Regions from separate parts of the Gossypium raimondii genome. Here region 2 is linked to region 1. A link is a contact called in public Hi-C data. All regions are on one chromosome and are shown on one strand. Each heading gives the region's core, a stretch centred on a gene start, on an enhancer-like site or on the middle of the called end of the contact. The rest is flanking DNA. Distances are from core to core; before and after follow the strand shown.

Region 1 (4,134 bases), core at 20-2,519:
TCCATATCTTCATTTCAATATTGCAGCCTATGATAAGAAATTTCTATTCATCGAGATCCAAATGTGGGGGCACCTTTCGAATGATGGGTATCGACCCCATGCATGATAGATGGGATTGCTCAATAATTACACTGAGAAACACATATTTCAATTTGTGACATTTAGATCAAGGATTTAAGTGTGATTGTGAGCGACATAGATACTATCACAATTGGTTATATAGTAAATATTGACCTGGTGAATCAAAACTAAGATCACAGCTGAGTTGAACTATATTTTTATTTATATACACTTAAATTAATGTTGTGTGAACTTTATTTAATATATTTTAATACTGTTTTCAACTCGGCTCTAGAATGGTTTCTTTAATTCATACCGAAATTTTATATAATATTCTAAAAGTATATTAGTTTTTAAAAATCAAGTCATATATATTTATAAAATTTTATAATAGCTAAAAATTATAATAAAAATATATAAATATTTTTAGAATCAAGATATATGTTATATATTCTTATAAACTAAAAATAATAATTAAAAATATAAAATAGTTATAAAACATATTAGTCAATATATTGGGGTGGACGGATTTTATCTAAATTTTACCTCTAAAATTTTAGGATGTTTTAAAAAGTCAAACAAAATTAAATTTAAGTGTAAATATTTGTTTAATTAAAAATATAATTGTTTGTAGATATATATATTACATGTTTAAATAATTAATACAATTACACTTTTCAAAAGTTTTAAATGGTTGAAAGTCGAAGAATTATGTAAACAATTAATCATTATAAGTTTAAATTTTTATATATAATATGTCAAATTATAAAATATATATATGATAATAAGATACTTTAGACAGTGTCACTTCGGTTGGGCACTTTATGTGGGGAGAGACCACGGGTTGATTACTTAGCCGGAGCCCGGAAAACACCCAAGAAAGAGGAGTAGGGGTTGGCAACCCAATGCCAATGTTTTTTGTTTTATAGGGTTGAATTGTAGTTAAAAGTTGTCTTATCGATTTGTGGGAGTGAGTTGTCACCTTTGGAAAGCTTAATCATGAAACATAAGAAATGTTTAAAGGCTTTGATTCAAGCATTAATTAATTAAAGTTATGGGAGTTTCTTTTTATTGGGCAAAGTATCTTGCTTTCAACCATTAAATATCCCATCAACTTTCAATTCAATGAATTCATTCAGGATCTACCCCAATTCTGGAACTTGCTACCTCAATTAGGCCTTTAATATCAGCCCACTTTACTCAACATAACTGGCTCATATACACTCTAACAAGTGCTTTCTAAGTGAGCCCCTTTTTTCCAGGATGGGCTCTCCAGGCCATTATATTTCCTTCCCCTTTTCTTTCAAGAGTTCAATGGTTCTATTACCTTTTGGAATACGGAATTCGAAATTATTCTCACTTTGGGTATGTATTTTTTTTTATCTAAATTAATCTTTAATGTTTCCTTCAAAATTTTAAAGTTTAGACTTTCATGGGAGAATAATTGTCAAATATCAGACTTCAATATGAAAACAATTCTTAAGTTTAGGGATTAATTTAAATAAAAAAATTAAAATTCCAATGTGAGAGCAATTGTCTAGTCCATATCCCAATATAGAAACATTTATCAAATTCAATGACTAATTTGGATAAAAAAAGTTCACACCTCAAGGTGAAAGTTATTGCTAAGCTCAAGTCCCAAAGCTTTATAGCTTTAATAGGGATGGCAATTCGAATTTCGGATTTATCCAATTCAAATTTTACGGATTCAAAGCGGATGCAAATAGACCCCTTCTAACAAGTTTGCACCCAAGACCTCTTATACATAAAACCATGTTTTAACTACTAATACTGCTCTTAAACATTAGTTATAATTTACAAAAGTTAATAATTAATATATAAAAATATAATAAAAATATTTTTTTATAAAATAAATATACTAATTAATAATAAAATTGAAATTAACTATTTCGTCTTCTTTTAAATGTCATGTAGCTTCTTCTAAATTTTATTTTTTATTTGTAAACTTAAGCAAACAATGAGATGAGACCATTGTAATTCCTAAATTTTTCACTGCTTTTTTATTATTTTATTAACTCGATTAGTTAAATTACTTTAAAAAATTATTTAATATTTATATAATTAAAATAAATATTATAATATAAATTTATTTTCTAATATCACTTAATTATATTCAATACATGTTATATTATAAATAATTGTATACATACATGTTTGAGGACATATAATATATCAATTGTTATATATATATATATGTAAATTATGAATGTATAATAATATTGTTATACAATTATGATATTATAATTTGTATTATTTTATTAATGATATGTACCTAAACATTAAACATGTAACTCATTTTATGGTAGATTATAATATATACAATTAACATTATATAATTAAGGTAGATTATTTAAGATTACTAACCCTATATACAATTACATTATTATAATGTACATTTTATATTAATGATATGTAAGATTAAACCCTAAACATATTGTTATGATAGACGTCAATAATGGTAATAGAATGATCTCAAAATAATAAGAAAAATAAAAATAAAAACATACAAATTTTACGTAAAAACCTTTTCGAAAAAACCCATGAGTAGAGGACTAATATCGATAAGTAAATGATACAAGATGATGTGATTCTGCCCACCAAGGCTGAATCAATTCTTGCCAAGGTGAAACAATTTGAAGTTGGGCCGAATTTCCATGAACCACATCTTCTTGAGATAGCTAGAACAAAGATTGATCATTTGTGTTTACCAATTAGGTCAACTATGGGGGGCGAACAAAGTGGGTCAAAGAAGAGTTTAAAGGGCCTATGTGTGGACATTGGGAACAAGCCCAACTTAATTATGTTCTGATTGGCCAAGACCAAGTCAAATGCTGATCCAAGAGTTGAATGAGACCTCCATTGGGTTTGGTTAATCATGAGACAGTTTAAGAAGGCTTTAATTAAGTTTCATTTCAGTTTAATAAGTTTGTATCTTTAAATTATGTCTTGCATTGTATGTCTGCATCTTTAATTGTGTCTAGCATTATGTATTTTGCATTTAATTAAGTCATGCATAAAACCATCTCATATGTTAATTAAGTTTGTGTTTTAATTATGTACATTATGAAAATAAGTTTGCATTTTAATTAAGCCATGCATTTATGCATCTTATATGTTAATTATATTTAAGCATAGGTTGGAGTTACATGTTCATAAATAAATGCATGTGTGTATTTACATTATGCTGATTTCAATCATAAATATGTGTGTTTTAAGTTAAATATTTTAGGTGAATATGAATATGAAAAGTTGTCAATGTTTGTCTAATTATTTATCTTGTAGGTGACTATTTATAGGACTAAGAATAACTCTTCAAGTCTAATCGATTTCATTCATTTAAAGCTCATTACGGTGGTTGTTCAAATGAATCATGAGTGACTCTTCAAAATCTGATTGATTTCATGCCCTTAAGGATCATTATGGAGCCATTAAAAGAGATGAATGTCAAGCAACATAACATTTGGTCATAAGGGAGATAAAGGGACACTAAACAGCACAATCATGGAACATTAAGCTTTCAACAAATGAAGAGACATGACTTTTTAGCTATCTGAATCAAGTGAAGAGTCATGATTTATTGGTTGCCCATCATAAAGTTATAACCGAATTTTAAGTTGTGATAAAAGCTAGTGTAGCTGCTGAATTTGAATAGTCAAATTAGGGCCTATATATATCTTATAAAAGGACGATGTTGAGGTTAGACAATTATTCTGAATATAAACTTTGTTGGTGAGATTATTATCTCACGGTTCTTCATTGGACTAAGATGAACTTATCAAACTTTTATGAGTTTGTGGCATTCACCCAATTGTCTTATCAATTCATTTCCCATCAGGGAGTGTGGCGGCTTTGCTTACCAAGGTTCGAGTATTCTTTCACATTTAAGTGGGTCATAGTTCTAATATAGCTACGGTTCCTTAAAGTATTCAAGTGCTACGGGTCAAGGTTTCCACCAATTGAACCTATTCAAGACGGTCCTTCCATTCGAGCTATTTTCCAAACCCTCCAAGTTTGGAAATTTGTATCACAAGAGGAGTTTCAACTATACCTATT
Region 2 (3,863 bases), core at 720-3,219, 380 kb before region 1:
AATACAATCTGTTCTTAGCTGGTGAAAAGGATTCCCGATTGGACGATTGATTTTTGTTCAGTAGTAAGTATTGTATCGATAAAGATTACATTATTAAAATTGATAAATATCGGTATCGATTTATTTTGGTGTATTGTTTGGATTTATCATTATTTTTTAAAATATTTGATATATGTATACACAAATATTTTCAAATATCAAATAATGAGATTAAATAAATCTCAAATATAAAATATACATAAATTACATAAAATATTCTTTAATAAGCTCCACAAATACAATCCATCATCAAACAAACTCAAAATAAACATGAACAAAATTATTCAATAAATTAAACAATAAGATCATCTCATACTATGCATACAACAATCCATAATTCAAAAAATCTAAAATAAATAATAAAAATTTTAGGTTTAAGATATATTTTAAAATTATTTTTTTGGTACCCACCGGTATAGACAAAATCAACCAGTAAACATCGGTATAGACTGGATTTTACACCGGAACGAAACTTGAAGTTTATTTCAGTTTACTACCAAAATGAAACGTTCCGACCGGTACAAACAGTACCGAAACAGAATTCAGTACCATGATAAAAACGGTTAGCATATGTAATCATTAAATGGGGAGCTATATTGCAATTTAACAACAAATTAATAACAGTTGTAGAGATATATTCCGTAACTGATAGGTGCGGGAGTAAATGGGATAACTTCACCCATCGTTGCCTTTACTCTTTAGCTGTTAGTAGGTGAATCTGAAGACAGATTTTAATTTTGTAGGACCAAAAGAATATCACTATCATCAATTGAGGCCCAATTGCATTCCCAGTAAACCCTCAATCCCATGTGTTCATCAAATTCCTTTTGTTTTACCTTACGGCTTCAACTTCAACTTGGTTATTATTATTCTCATCATTTTTATCGTATATTATATTCAGTTTATTTATTAAGAATTTAAAGTTATATATTTTTATCGTGGGATCAAGGTCAAAAGTTTAATTGATGTTAATTTAATTAGATTCTTAATTATTCTAATCAAGAGGCACATGGAGCTAAAGAACAAAAAAGTAAATGACGTTTGCCCTTTAATTTTCATTGAAAGCAAAATTTATAAGGTTAAAGAAGAATCGTATTTAATGAACACTCCTGGCTTCACCTAGGGACATGGATTTCAGTTTTTTTGTTTTCTTTTTTACATTTTAATTCCATTTTCCACTAGCAATTAATTAAAAAAAGAAAACAGTCCACATGGGATAACACAGAGAATAGCAATTTCTTCCACCTTCCATCTTCCAATTCTTTTAAGGAGAAAATTCCGTTAAAAAGTTTCCAAATAAACAATCCTTCTAAGAGTAATTAATATTTTAAAGATTAATTGTATTAAATATTTACAAATGGATATAAATTTAAAATAGCTCTCAAAATACTATTATCATATCAATAAGATTATTTTGTCAACTTATTCATTGTTAAATATTATTTCAATTTGGAATATATTTAAAATACATGTATCAAAGTTTAAACATTCGAGTATATATTGTATGAAAAACTTAAAATTAAGTTATTCAAAAATAAATTGTATGATTAAAATTTAAGAAAATTAAAATTTTAGTGCTATATATTTTATAACATTTTAAATCTAAATTGTCAATGCCATGTAAAAATTATTTCACGTGTAACATATATTTCATGACAGATCTAAACTGGCAGTAAACACCCAAAGGCTCAAAGGTTTAATTAGAATAATTTTAAAGTCCCGTTTACTTGCTTTTATTGCAAAATGTTTCTTTTAAAAGCCATTGACAAGGAAGAGTAACTAAACAATGAGTCACTTTTCTTGTGGCTGAGGGAAGGAAGAGTTAAAAGGCGTCTTTCTTTAAGCCTCTGTCTCACCAGCATTTATTCCAATAGAAGAGGGGGGGAAAGGCCTAAAATTTCCAATTTCTTTCTGGGATTTTCTCTTACAATGAGGAGCATAGCATCTTGTTACAATGAACATGCTATCAAAGTGTCGGATTCTTATTGTTCAAGGCCATCAAATCAACCTTGTCTCACCCCCAGCTTTACCCCTTCAACTCCAACCACTGTAAAATGTATATACAAAGCTAAAATCTCCTCTCAAAGAAACCTCCTCATCGCCCTCACATGGTGCAACAATCTCCTAGGCCGAGGCCTAACAATCGCGGTTGGCGAAACCCCATCGAAATTCGATCCCAATTCCCACCATCTTTCAAAGAACAAAGGCAGCAAAACCTTCAAAGCTTGCAATTCAGAGATTGAAGTCTTTTGGGATGTTTCCAATGCTCAGTATATGAATGGACCCGAACCAAGCACCAGGTTTTCACTTTTTGTTTTAGTTGACTCCCAACTTTGTCTATCTCTTGGGGATATAATTCATACCAACAATGAGGAAAAGGCAACATCCAATTTTTCATTGGTTTCAAGGACTGAAGTTTTCATAGGCACCACTAGTGTTTTTTCAACCAAGGCTCAATTTTGTGAGGAAGGATTGGTTCATGAAATTTTAATCAAATGCAATGAAGAATATGAAGAAAAACAAAAGGTTTGGAGAAACCCTGAATTGTGTGTCACCATTGATAAAAAGAAGGTGTTTCAAGTGAAGAGATTGAGGTGGAATTTCAGAGGGAATCAAGTGATCTTTTTGGATGGATTATTGATAGATATGATGTGGGATTTGCATGATTGGCTCTTTAACCGAACATCAAAGTGTGCTGTTTTCATGTTTAGGACAAGGAGTGGATTAGATAGCAGGCTTTGGTTAGAAGAAAAAAACGCCAAATTTGGAGAACATCAAGAAAGAGGTGAATTCTCATTATTGATATGTGCTTGTAAGAATCTTGACTAAGTTATTAATTAGATTGGTTTTTTTATTAATATATCTAAAGTATTTTTTTTTTGGGGGTGTTATTAGATTTTGAAATATCGAAGAAGATGTTAATCTTCTGTTTATAAGAAATTTACATGCTTAACTTGGGAGTGGAGGAAATTAAATTTTAGAGTTGTAGAGATTGAATTGTAAATGGAACTACTTCAATGTCTATCTCTTTCTTTTATAATTAAACTATGCTATTTGGAATTTAAGTGTTGTATATACTAGGAATCACTTATACTTACGGATGGATAGCATTTCAGCCCTTCTCTTAAAAAAAAAAGGTAAATTAACCTTTATACATTTCAAAATCTGTAAATTAGTCCCTCAGTTAAATTTTCTATTAAATTATGACATGAAAAATACTAAAAGTTATTTTTATGGGTAAATTATAAACGATCACCCAACTATGCCTTCCATTCTATTTTCGTCACCCAACTATTAATTTTTTATTGTCCCTAAACTTTTGAAATTAAATATTTAGTAACTCGATTGATGTAGGATTTTTTTATTGGTCTAGTAACAAAATTAGCCTCTAATGTTTACACAGTCTATTAATTTGATTCTAAATATAAAAAAATTAACAAATTTAGCCCTCAATGTTTACTTAGTAATGGGACAATGGATGGGAAGTTCTAACCCCTACAAAAAATTGAGACCATTTGTAAATTCTGAGGGTTAATTTTTTAAAATTATGGCTTAATCGATATAATATATAAAAGTTGAGGGCTAAATTTATTATTATACCGATTTTTTAACTGTCACGTCAACTTGTCGTTTGTGATTTTAATAGGAGTAACCAAAATGACTGAACTATGTAACGTGGGTGCTTAAATTGCAACTTTTTATTATTATTTTGAGTACCTAAAATGAAAATTTCTGATAGTTGAGTGACTATCCCTGTAGTTTACCCAACATAATAATTACTCAATAAAAAGTGAGTCCCACTCGAACTATGGCACCTTAAAGCC

The links. Hi-C and Micro-C count contacts between places; a contact is called where the count stands out from the background.
Region 2: a Hi-C map of leaf shows a contact between it and region 1, with 1.9 times the contacts expected there. The contact joins the promoter of LOC105785481 here to the enhancer-like site in region 1. A contact is called at or near these places in 2 of 2 Hi-C or Micro-C datasets (both in leaf).

The regions. Positions count from the first base shown.
Region 1 is chr1:25,388,571-25,392,704 of ASM2569854v1, reverse strand. No RefSeq gene overlaps it. Among protein-coding and RNA genes, the nearest start is that of LOC128032702, 9.3 kb to the left of the region's middle. Within about 2 kb of position 1,269, the one cell type or tissue checked has open chromatin away from gene starts, as enhancers often do. A contact at or near this core is called in leaf, where this site is marked.
Region 2 is chr1:25,772,072-25,775,934 of ASM2569854v1, reverse strand. It overlaps LOC105785481, which reads left to right and starts at 1,969. Exons shown (of 1, transcript XM_012611585.2): 1 at 1,969-2,868. The coding sequence starts at 1,969. The coding sequence ends at 2,868.